Regions from separate parts of the Sus scrofa genome. Here regions 2, 3 and 4 are each linked to region 1. The links are chromatin contacts, called in public promoter capture Hi-C and targeted proximity ligation maps. All regions are on one chromosome and are shown on one strand. The core of a region is the stretch at or near the end of the contact, and the rest is flanking DNA. Distances in the headings are between cores, read along the strand shown. Region 1 holds the start of ZBTB10 (zinc finger and BTB domain-containing protein 10). Region 2 has its middle 46 kb from the start of FABP5. Region 3 overlaps PAG1 (phosphoprotein associated with glycosphingolipid-enriched microdomains 1). Region 4 holds the start of PAG1 (phosphoprotein associated with glycosphingolipid-enriched microdomains 1).

Region 1 (2,700 bases), core at 174-2,673:
AATCACAGCTAATAACATTTTGACCACAAAGTCAACCTTACAGGGTTAAAACCATCAACCTCGCTTTATTAAACTTTCCTTTTGATTCAATCTGATGGGCAAAGGAATCTGAGTCTTAAAAAAAGTTACAACAAATTCAGCGCTGCGATTAGAAAAAAATTGTCATCCCCTCCCCCTCCCTCCCCCATAACTTTCGAAAACTTGTTCCCAGGCTTTCAAAACCCCCACCCGTAAGATTCCTACACCTCTCTCCCAACAGGAAAGACGCCTTCACTCAGGAAAGCGGTTTCGAGGTTTTTGGTTTTTTTTAGTTGATAACCCCCCCCATACCACCCCAAACTGAAAAAGTAGCAGCAGTGTATACCGTACCTGGGCGTTGGCTTCGTGGAGTTTGTGCTCGGTAGAGACGTGGTGCCTCAGAAGGAGGGTTTTCTTGTAGTTGCGGGTCCCTCGCGAAAGCTCGTCGTGCCCCATTTGAGGCAGGTCCCCGCTCGCCCCGTCCTCGGGGGTCTTTTGGCACCAGCCGCAAGACATAAGGCCAGTATCCTTGGAATAGCGCAGCCAGGGAAAATCTTTGAGCCAGGCGGTCTGGAAGGAGCACTGGAGCTTCTGCATTAGAGACTTGGGCCGCGCGAGCGGGAAGTGCTGGACCGTCTCTCCTTCGCCAGCTCCCACACCGCTGCCCTCCGCTTCGTCCCCGCCATCGCCGCCCGACCGCCTGCTGCTGCTGCAGCTGCCGCCTTCCGCCCCGCTGCCGTCGCCCAGGCTCGCCCCCTCCTCTTCGTCCTCGGTGCTGTCGCTCAGGGACGCGCCGTCCGGCATCAACTCTTTCCCCTCCAGCGCGTCCAGCTCCAGCTCCACGGCCGCCGGCCCTCGCCCATTGAAATGCCTCAGGGGCCACGCCGAGGTCTCGGGGCGGCCGCGGCTACTGCCATTGTTGCCGAGCCCCCCGCCGCCGCCGCCGCCGCGGAAGGCCAGAGTCCGACGGTTCCTTTCCGCTAGCAGGGGGCCCCCCGCGCCGCCGCCGCCCAGCGAAGTGGGGCCGCCCGCGTCTTGGGGGAGCAGCAACTCCTTGGTCTCCTCGGAGGCGGCGGCGGCCGCCCCAGCGGAGGCCTCCAGGTCTTGGGGCTCCAGGCCCTCCAATTCCACTTCCTCGTCGGCCCCCCGCCCATTGAGCTGCTGCGGCGCTGGCGGCTGGGGCTGTCTGGGCTGGGGCTGCTGGGGCCAAGCCGAGGCCTCCCCGCCAACGTTATTGTTCACGGAGCCGCCGCCGCCGCCACCGCTGGCGGTGACCAACCCGCCTCCTCGGAACGCCAGCGTCCTGCGGTTCATTTCACTGAACGACATGGCGCGCGCCGCCGCCGCCGCCCGGTGCCCCGGCTCGCGCCCGGCCTCGGGCCGCGTCCCGCGCGCTCCCCGCCGCTCCCCCTCCGCTTCGCCCCCGCCCCCACCCCGGGCGTTCCGGTCTCGCGGGGCTCGGCCTCGCCCTCCCGCCCGGCCGCCCGGCTCGCGCTCGTTCCCGGGGCTGCCTCACGCGTCCGTCGCCGCCGCCGGCCGCCGGGCCGCCGCCTCCAGCCGCCTCCTCGTCCTCCACCCCCGCCCCGCTGCGCTCCAGGCAGCGTCCCGCGCGGAGAAGGGGGCGGGCGGCGGAGAGGTGAGCAGCGAGCCCGGGCGCGTGGGGCCTTCGAAGTTGAGAGGCGGAGTGCGGGGAGACCCTCCGCTGCCCCCTCTTTAAAGCCGCGCGCACACACCGACCCTGCAAACAGATATCCTTCCTCCGGCGCGCCGAGGAGTCCCGACGCCGCCGCCGCCGCCGGCTTCCGAGGCGGTGAGGGCGACAGGCACGTTAAACTGCCGGGCTCCGCCACATAACGAACCGACAATAAAGCCGGCGGAGCGTTTCCGTCCGACCAGGCCCTGGCGGAGGTCGAATGGCAAATGAACAACGGACCGTGCGCCCACAATGCACCGGGGTAGCAGTAACCGCTGGAGGGGGAAAGGGTGGGGGCCGGGCTGGGGGAGGGGGGCTGGGCTTGGGGCTGGGCTGGGGTGGGGTGGGGGCGCCAGGGGACCGGGAAAGGGGCCGGGCCGCGCCTCCGGCCTGGGGGCGGGGGTGCGGCCGCGGGGAAGGAAGTCGGCCGAGGGGCGGGGGACAAAAGGCCGGGCGGCGGGCTGGGGGTCTCGGGGAGGGGGCGGGCGTGTGCGGCCGGGGCCGGGCTCCGCGGAGGACAAACAGCTGGCGAGTGTCAGGGTCTGGCCGCCTCCCCGCTGCCCGCACGCACCTACCCGCGCCCAGGAGGCACATTTTCCTTCTCTCGCCACGAGTTCACCTGGGACTTTGGAAATAAACTGTGCGGTGGGAGCCGCGCTCCAGCCGTGTCATTTGCTGGGGGTGGGCGGCGGTGCCCGAGGAAGTGAACTTATTTTGTTCCTTCACAAAGACTGGACCAGGCGGTGCCTTTCACGCGAGGAGATTGCAACCACGGACACCTCCTTGTCTGGTGCATTGTGTGCGCGAGGCAGCACCTCAGGCCCAGGGCAATAATCATTTCACAGAAAATGCACCGCCCCGAGTGTCTTATTGCTGTGATGAAATGGAAATTTAAATAAAAGGTCGAACACGTGCGTTCAGTGGGAAGTATTGACATGGGTGTTACATCACCGGCAGCCAATCAGATAACCCCAGTCGTGTTTATACTT
Region 2 (2,847 bases), core at 184-2,683, 850 kb before region 1:
GCATATGGAGGTTTCCAGTCTAGGGGTCCAATCGGAGCTGTAGCCATTGGCCTACACCAGAGCCACAGCAACACAGGATCCGAGCCGCGTCTACAAACTACACCACAGCTCACGGCAACGTTGGATCCTTTAACCCACTGAGCAAGGGCAGAGATCGAACCCTCAACCTCATGGTTCCTAGTCGGATTCATTAACCACTGTGCCACGAGGGGAACTCCAAGATTTTATTTCAGTTCTACAACCTTCTATGGAGCATTTTTTGTGTGGAGTCTTTGTGTTAGGCCTTGGGTTGGGGGAGAGAAGATACAAAGATAATATATAACATCTCACAGCAAGCACATCACCCTGTAGTGATGTGGCCACACACACAGATTCCCAGCTGTCTCCAGCACATCCATGTGCATCAAATGCTCTGCTAGAGATGAAAGGCAAGATCTACTTTACTTGCAGCCCTGGAGGAGTGTGTACAGGAAGCTGGCATTTGAGTTAGGAATTAAGGGTTGTGAAATATAAAATTGAAAGGGAGAATGTTCCTGAAAGAGGAAGAAAGGCCTTAAAACGCATGCAGGGTAATGAGTTGTCTGCCATGTGGGAACATTCAGTATGACGTGGGGAAAGACTTGGAATGAGGTGGGCATAATTGCAATGATACAATTGTTGGCAGTGTACACGAGAAGCCTAAATAAACTTGATCTTCTTCCAAGCTTTGGATATTGTATATTTAATTTATTCTGAAATACTCATATATCCATATCTCGATTTCCCATGTTTTGGCCTTTTTTTTTTTTTTTTTTTTTTTTTTTTTTTGGTCTTTTTAAGGCCATACTCCCAGCATATGGAGGTTCCCAGGCCAGGGGTTGAATCAGAGCTGCAGCCTCCGGCCTGCGCCAGAACCACAGGATTGCAGGATCCGAGCTGTGTCTGTGACCTACACCACAGCTCAAGGCAATGCTGGATCCTTAACCCACTGAGCAAGGTCAGGGATTGAACCCATATCCTCATGGATCCTGGTTGGGTTCATTACCACTGAGTCACAGTGGGAACTCTATGTTTCAGCCTATTTTTATTTTCAGTTCTGGACTTGCAAAATTATAATTATATTAGGAAATATAATAAAAATATAAAATTTTATTCAGGATTTACCTGTGCCTAGGCCTTCTGTTAAGCGTTTTCCATATATTATCTCACATGAGCCTCATGAAAATCACAGGAAGTAGGTCCTTATCCCCATTCTGCAGATGGATAGACTGAGTCACAGAAATATTAAATAATTTTCCCAAGTCACACAGATAGTAGGTAGGAATGAAAAGACATGAAGGCCAAAACTAATCACATGACTCATTAAATTAAAAGTAATTCTCAGGACTAGAACAGACTAGACCGCAGAATGCCCTCTGATGTAGTTCAACAAGGTGGCCACTAGATGGCAGAACTGGCCCACCTTGGATAGAGTTTGGACTGGGTGCGGTCCAATCTTGGAAACCTTTATGGGGTTTAAGCAATGATTAGAAACAGCTGATTCTCTCCAAATTAAGCAAAGATAGGGCTAATATGCATGCCTATATAGTTACACTTTAACAGGAAAAATTTCATTTTTCAAAATCAAGAACCACAATCTTTGATAATTTCCCACATATTTAGAAATGTGTAATCTACAACATAAAACTAAAGAGGAGTTCCTATGGTGGCTCAGAGGTAACAAATCCAACTAGTACCATGAGGCTGTGGGTTCAATCTCTGGCTTCTCTCAGTGGGTTAAGGATCCGGTGTTGCCGTGAGCTGTGGCATAGGCCGCAGATGAGGCTTGATCCCGCCTTGCTGTGGATGTGGCTCCAATTCGACCCCTAGCTTGGGAATTTCCGTATGCCGTGGGTGTGGCCCTAAAAAGCCAAAAAATAAAAAACAATTAAAAAATACATAAATAAAAAGGTTATGTCTTCTCATTTCTTCCTTCACAGAGGAGGGGGTACTAGGCGCCTGGCCTTTTTAAATGAGGCTCTTTCTGGTTTCAATCACCATGTCTTTGTCCGCTACAGTAAAAAATGAGAGTGCTACACCTCGTTTTAGGGAATGAAGACTCGCCAGGGCCTGACTTAGGCACCATATTTGTACCCTGGGTTGACTTGTACCTATTCCTCCACCCTGGGAAATTTGCAACTGTTTAACTCAGGTGAATCAGGTACAAATATTTAACAGGGATTATGCAAGAGAAACATCATCCAGGAAATCAGTTTAACAGGCAGAACCTAATGCTATCATTTGTCATCTGTTTTTCAGGTTGAAGTCAAAACTCAAGAGACCTTTGCTCAAAGAGCTAAAATTGTCCTATCTATTAATGGCATGGACTCTCAGGAAGTTCACTCATAGAAGTACCCAGCTTCTAGTGGGAATAGATCAACATGACATTCCTCCAAACCTTGAGATAAAATACAGGCTCCACCCAAATCACCATATCCTGGGGCTTCTGTGAAATGATAGGCCCAAGAGAGGGACCTTCTAAACATGGAAGGGACACATGAGGCCAAGGCGCATCAAGTTCAGATGACACTGAACCCACACAAACCTTGACCCCCTAGTTCCTGTTTCCTAGAAAGAGCATGATCCTGGGGCAATTCAGCCTCTCCCAGAACCCCTGCACAGCCCCAGTCCTGTTTAAAAGAAAAAAGAAAAAATCCTAGTCAGAAAACACGTCACTGAAGAACACAAAGAAGAATTTGTAATTCCAAAACGTGAAATGAGAGGAGGCATTCAAAGCCATGTCCAGTGAAAGAGAAAGTGTCTCCCATTGTACTTTTGCTAGAACAGGCCCTGGAGGCTTTTCTCATAAATGAGAACAAAATTCTTCCT
Region 3 (2,734 bases), core at 227-2,726, 590 kb before region 1:
TGCCTGGATTTTTGTGCAGCAGCAGCCAGCATTGATGGCAGGGTCAGTATGATGATGTCAAGCCTTTCCAGGTTCCTATCTCTCAAGCTTCAAGGTGTCGCAGGAAGAACTGTCAAGATCTTGCTCCCAGGTGATGTTATAAAATGTTTGTGTAAACTCTAGGAGTTCCCGTCGTGGTGCAGTGGTTAACGAATCCACCTAGGAACCATGAGATTGCGGGTTCAATCCCTGGCCTCGCTCAGTGGGTTAAGGATCCGGTGTTGCTGTGAGCTGTGGTATAGGTTGCAGATGTGCCTGAGATCTGGCGTTGCTGTGGCTGTAGCCAGTGGCTACAGCTGTGATTAGACCCCTAGCCTGGGAACCTCCATATGCCGCAGGAAGTGGCCCTAGAAAAGCCAAAAAAAAAAAAAAAAAAAAAAAAAAAAAAACTCTAAAGAAGAAAATTCACCTGGGAGTCCTGTACCACCTTGTGCCCTCTGAGTGTGTTTCCCCCGATTCAGGAAAAGAGGGAAATAGGAAAATCTTAGTAATGACTGGTTTGGCAGAGAACCTTGGGCTTTAAATACTTCCGTTTCAGACTCTTTAGGGAGACCGGAGAATGCTGTGGAGAGGTTCATGTAGCCTGTGTAAGCCACGTGCTTTGCAGGTCAGAAGCCCAGCAGATGTTGGCTCCTCAGCCCTCGTTAAATGCGTTTGGTTAATGTGTTGCTCGTAAAGTGTCCTTTTACTGCATGGTTCCCACGCCTGTGATGACCAGGAAGGAGGCGTTCTCATGGGGCTCAAGGACCTCCTTATTTTGGCCATCGTGAGGAGCCAGGTAGGAGGTAGTTTCCATCGTGCTTAATTATGTGTCAACTAGGACAGCTGTAAAATGGAAATGACTATCATTACTGAGCTCAGCAGCTTCAGAGAAACTGAGTGTCCACTTCTTTTTTTTTGGTCTTTTTGCCATTTCTTGGGCCACTCCCACGGCACATGGAGGTTCCCAGGATAGGGGTCAAATCAGAGCTGTAGCCGCCGGCCACAGCCACAGCCACAGCAACACAGCAACGCGGGATCTGAGCCGCATCTGCAACCTACACCACAGCTCACAGCAATGCTGGATCCTTAACCCACTGAGCGAGGCCAGAGATCGAACCCGAAACCTCATGGTTCCTAGTCGGATTCGTTAACCACTGCGCCACGACGGGAACTCCTGATGGTCCACTTCTGTAGCGAATTTCACCTGCCATCCCATCCCAACACTACCAAATTACTGTTTACACAATTTGCAGTAATCCGAGCACTTACCCAATAAATGTGTTTGGCTAAAGAAATGCATAGTTGGGATTTGGGCTACAACTTTCATTAATTTCATCTGGTTTTTGTTTCCCTTCTTGTTGGAATTGATTGGGGGTGCCTGGAAGTCCAGGCTTATGAAGACAATGAAAATGCTCAGCATAGGCACAAACAGCTGTAACAGGTCTGTCCAGGAGGCTGCCCATTAGGGCTGAGACTAGAGTTTTACTGCCCTCTTGTGGTTAAAAGTGGCACCTGCTTTTGAAGTAGAAGGCCCTTGGTTTTTCTCAAGATCATCTGTTGATTAAAACCATGAAATGAATGGACATAAAATTATGAGCAATCATAGAGCTTTCAGTCCAAAATAGTTATTCATCCCAGCTTCTAAAAAAATCCCCAGGAGTTCCCATTGTGGCTTAGTGGTAACAAACATAGCTAGTATCCATGAGGATGCGGGTTCAATCCCTGGCCTGGCTTAGTGAGTTAAGAATCCATCCTTGCTCTGGCTGTGACGTAGTCTGGCAGGTGCAGCTCCAATTCGACTCCTAGCCTGGGAACTTCCATTTGCCACACATGCAGCCCTAAAAAACAAAACAAACAAACAAAAAAAGAATCCCAACAGAAGTCCTGTAAATTCAGGCACCAGCCTTTCTCAATGTCAAATGACAAGCTCCTACAGTGGCCTGAAATGATATAAAATTGAGAGGGTCAGGGGAGTGGGAAATGCCACTGCCTCTTGTAGAGTAATATCATCATTAAATTATAGCCTCTGGTCATGACTGTACATCATGCAGCCAATGGTGAATCCTATTCTGAAACAAAGATATTTGACGTACAACTATTAAATTAAGTCTGCTATTTCGTTAATCTTATATCCTTTGCAATACATCTGGGGCATTCAGGTGCCCTAATAAATGTTAGCTGAGGTACAGTGAATGGTCCTCCTTTGCCCTCTGTTCAGTAACTCAGAATATTTACACATGTGGTCTGACAGTGAGATAGTTTTTTTTATCTTTGAAGACATGCTGTTCTGTAATTTTTTGTCTTTTTTTTTGCCATTTCTTGGGCCTCTCCAGCGGCATATGGAGATTCCCAGGCTAGGGGTCCAATCGGAGCCATAGCCACTAGCCTACGCCAGAACCACAGCAACTCGGGATCCAAGCCTCATCTGCACCCCACACCACAGCTCATAGCAACGCCGGATCCTTTACCCACTGAGCAAGGCCAGGGACCGAACCCGAAACCTCATGGTTCCTACTCGGATTGTTAACCACTGCGCCACGACGGGAACTCCTATTCTGTAATTGAATGCAATTTAATTGAGACAGATAGAAACAGGATTGAGAGAAATAGGCTTAAATATCCCCAAGAAAACTCATGAGCAATCATCCCAAATTGTTCATATATTTCTGCTAGTATGAGTTGAATCTGGATGCTCAGAAGATATTTTACTTGC
Region 4 (2,787 bases), core at 76-2,575, 720 kb before region 1:
ATAATGTATAGGATGTATCATACATTCATAAGCTCTTGAACACCTGTGTTTCATCCTGTGCTATGAGGCAGGAGGCCAAGCCTGGACCCTGGATCTTCTCCAAGGCTCCCTTCCAGGACTAAGGTTGAGTCCAAGTTTGTTTCCTCCTACCTACCCTCCCTTCTGCCATGCACTATGGAACAATCCATCTAACCTCCCTTATTTCACTTTGCTCCCTATCCCTACCCCTCCCCTCCTGATCAGCCTTCCTCCCAGGCCAGCTTTAAGCTTCCTTTAATGATAGGTGTAAAGAATATAGTGTCTTGTATCTTTAAAATGATTTATAGATACTTCCTACTAAGTAATGAGTAATATTTGCACTACTCAGATAAATTGTTATGCATTACTTGTTGGACTTGGAGTCAGATGTCCTGAGTTGTACACCAGGCTTGGTGCTTTTCCCTGCAAAAGTCTATTCCCAGCTCCTAGGTGCTAATCTAATATCCTCAAGTTTGATTCAGACAACACTTATATCAGATCACCTTGAGTCCTCCTTAGGAATGGAATTCCAGAACCCCAGCTTTGCCCAGCGGTTGAACTGCAACCAGTGTGGGTAGGGCCTAGGAATATGCTCTGCATTTAAAAAAAAAAAAAAAAAAAAAAAGCTACTCAGGTGATTTTTGCGCAGACCAGGAGCTCTGCTCCAGATTCTAGACCACACTTACAGAAGCAAAGATTAGGTGGTCTGGACCTGCAGCGCTGGCATCATCTGAAAGCTTGTTAGAAATGAAGAATCTCCCCTTGCACCCCAACTTACTGAATCAGAACCCGACTTTTTAACAAAATCCCCAGAAGATTCTGTCATACATTAAAAGTTTGAGAAACTTTGCTGAACCCCAGTATTAACCTGGGAAGCTTTACCACCTAATGGTACCTGGGCCCCATCCTGAGAGTCTCAGGTACTTACTTACTAGTCCAGATTCTGGGGTGCGGCCAGGGCAAAAGGGCTCTTAAGACCTCCCTAAATTATTTTAATGTACAGCCAAGGTACATTGTCCCCTAAACAACCTGAGTTAAATTGGCTTTTGTGGGCTGGCCCTCCGCGCCCTAAAAATCTCTTAGAGTAAACAGTGGTTTTGAAAGGACAATGAACTCTGGTGACAAACAAGTTCAACCACACAGCTTGAGGTTCACAAAACCCTGGGCGGGAGACTTCCTGTATCTCCCCGAGAGGGAGCAGGACGCCGCGCCCGGGTCCGCCCCGCACCCCCACCCAGCCCCGCCCGGCTCGCCCCCTCCCCGCCCCGCCCTCCTCGGTGACGTGCCGCAGCGGGCCGGGCTCATGCGCACTCGCGCCCGGCGCCCCGCACCGCTGCACCGCCTCGGCGCTTGTCATTCTCCGCGGCGCCGAGGCGAGTGCCGACTGCGGTGCCTGTCCGCCAGCTTGTTCGCTCGCTCGCCCGCCGGCGCGCGGGCTGTGTGACGGATCGCTGGGGAACGGGCTGGCAGCTCTACCCCCTGCAACAGCTCTTCGGTTTTTTCCTTGACCGCCTTCCTTGTTGAGTCGCGATTCCCTGGGAGCAGGAGACACGCACCAGGGGCTCGGAGCGCCGCACTCCAGGGCTGGGGCAGCTGCAGCGCTCGGGACTGCGCGGCCGGGTGCAGCCTCTGTCGCTGTCGCCGCCGCCGCGCGGTGCGCCTTGGCGAGTGTTGGGCTCCGGGCATCTCGGAGCCCAGGCAGCTGGTGCAGAGCGCCAGCGCCTCTCCCCGCACTGGCCGCCGCCGGGGCAGTGCGGAGCCAGCCAGGCTGTGCACAGCCGGAGCGCGGGTCCCCCCGAAGAAGGCTCCCTATCGCCTGCGTCCCAGTAAGTTGACTGTAGTTTCTGAAGTTGGAGAGCGCCGTGGGAAGGGGAGGTTCGCTTTTACTATCTTCACGCCGTGGGAAGCCGGGGGTGGCCCCTCTTGTTAGCAGGGTTCCAGCTTGGGGAGTTCAGGGTGCGAAGCCGTGGACAGAGCGCGCGGGGAGAGGCAGCGGTGCAGCGCGGGCTGGCTCCAGCCTTTGCTGAACGTGCCAGTTGGAAATGTGCTGTGAGAGGACAGGTGCTCCGAGGGCATTTCGCCTGCTGCTGATTGCACATTCCGACCCCATTGAATGTGTGTGTGTGTGTGTGTGTGTGTGTGTGTGTGAGAGAGAGAGCGTGCGGGGTGGGGGGGGGCGGTTCTTGTCACCTCCATCCCAGGTCCCCAGGGGAGTGACTCCAGTAATATTCCTGGGTGCATTCGCTCTTTGGGGATGGGAGCTAAGTCATTCCTTCTCAGGCTTCCAGGCTTCCAGGCTTCCAGGCTTCCCGGCTTCCCGCGCACATCCCACTTTACTCTTCCCCCTAGGCAGAAGTTGCCACCGTTTCCGTAATTGGAGCCCAATCCTTCAAGGAAAAACAACTTATATATCAACCCAGACTTTTGCGCCATAAGGCAGATAAAATGAGAAATCGGCGCAGTGTATGTGATTTCATACACTGTAAGGATGTGGGCAAGTCTCAAAGCAGTGGAATTGAGATGATGACACTTGGGTCTCACCCTGACTGTCCTGCACCTCTTATGTAAGCCTCTCGGCAGGATAACTGTGACTCTCTGCAGTGGCTGCAGCTGTGGCTCTTCATTCCATTTGTTTAAAGTCCAGCTTGAATGTATTTAATGAAAATGCTGACATGATATAGCGCCCTGTAGTCTGAAACAGAGTGCACTCTTCGGATTGGAGTGTCTTCTCCTAATAGGGAGCGTTCGAGGAAAAACCCAGTATATTTT

Evidence for each region. Promoter capture Hi-C pulls out the DNA fragments that hold promoters and counts their contacts.
Region 2: a promoter capture Hi-C map of liver shows a contact between it and region 1, with 7 times the contacts expected there. A contact is called at or near these places in 2 of 5 promoter capture datasets (fetal liver and liver), 4 of 47 Hi-C or Micro-C datasets (embryonic fibroblasts, omental adipose tissue, retroperitoneal adipose tissue and 1 more) and 1 of 2 datasets of targeted methods (skeletal muscle).
Region 3: a targeted proximity ligation map of alveolar macrophages shows a contact between it and region 1. A contact is called at or near these places in 10 of 47 Hi-C or Micro-C datasets (alveolar macrophages, brain, embryonic fibroblasts and 6 more) and 2 of 2 datasets of targeted methods (alveolar macrophages and skeletal muscle).
Region 4: a targeted proximity ligation map of alveolar macrophages shows a contact between it and region 1. A contact is called at or near these places in 2 of 47 Hi-C or Micro-C datasets (adipocytes and embryonic fibroblasts) and 1 of 2 datasets of targeted methods (alveolar macrophages).

What each region holds. Positions count from the first base shown.
Region 1 is chr4:56,172,914-56,175,613 of Sscrofa11.1, forward strand. ZBTB10 (zinc finger and BTB domain-containing protein 10) reads right to left here and starts at 1,424. Exons shown (of 6, transcript XM_005663005.3): 1 at 370-1,424. The coding sequence starts at 1,347. It overlaps LOC110260268 (a long non-coding RNA gene), which reads left to right and starts at 2,122. Exons shown (of 2, transcript XR_002343237.1): 1 at 2,122-2,700.
Region 2 is chr4:55,326,763-55,329,609 of Sscrofa11.1, forward strand. No RefSeq gene overlaps it. Among named protein-coding and RNA genes, the nearest start is that of FABP5, 46 kb to the left of the region's middle.
Region 3 is chr4:55,583,940-55,586,673 of Sscrofa11.1, forward strand. The region is part of intron 3 of PAG1 (phosphoprotein associated with glycosphingolipid-enriched microdomains 1); the gene reads left to right. Among named protein-coding and RNA genes, the nearest start is that of PAG1, 130 kb to the left of the region's middle.
Region 4 is chr4:55,449,499-55,452,285 of Sscrofa11.1, forward strand. It overlaps PAG1 (phosphoprotein associated with glycosphingolipid-enriched microdomains 1), which reads left to right and starts at 1,326. Exons shown (of 9, transcript XM_021089173.1): 1 at 1,326-1,844.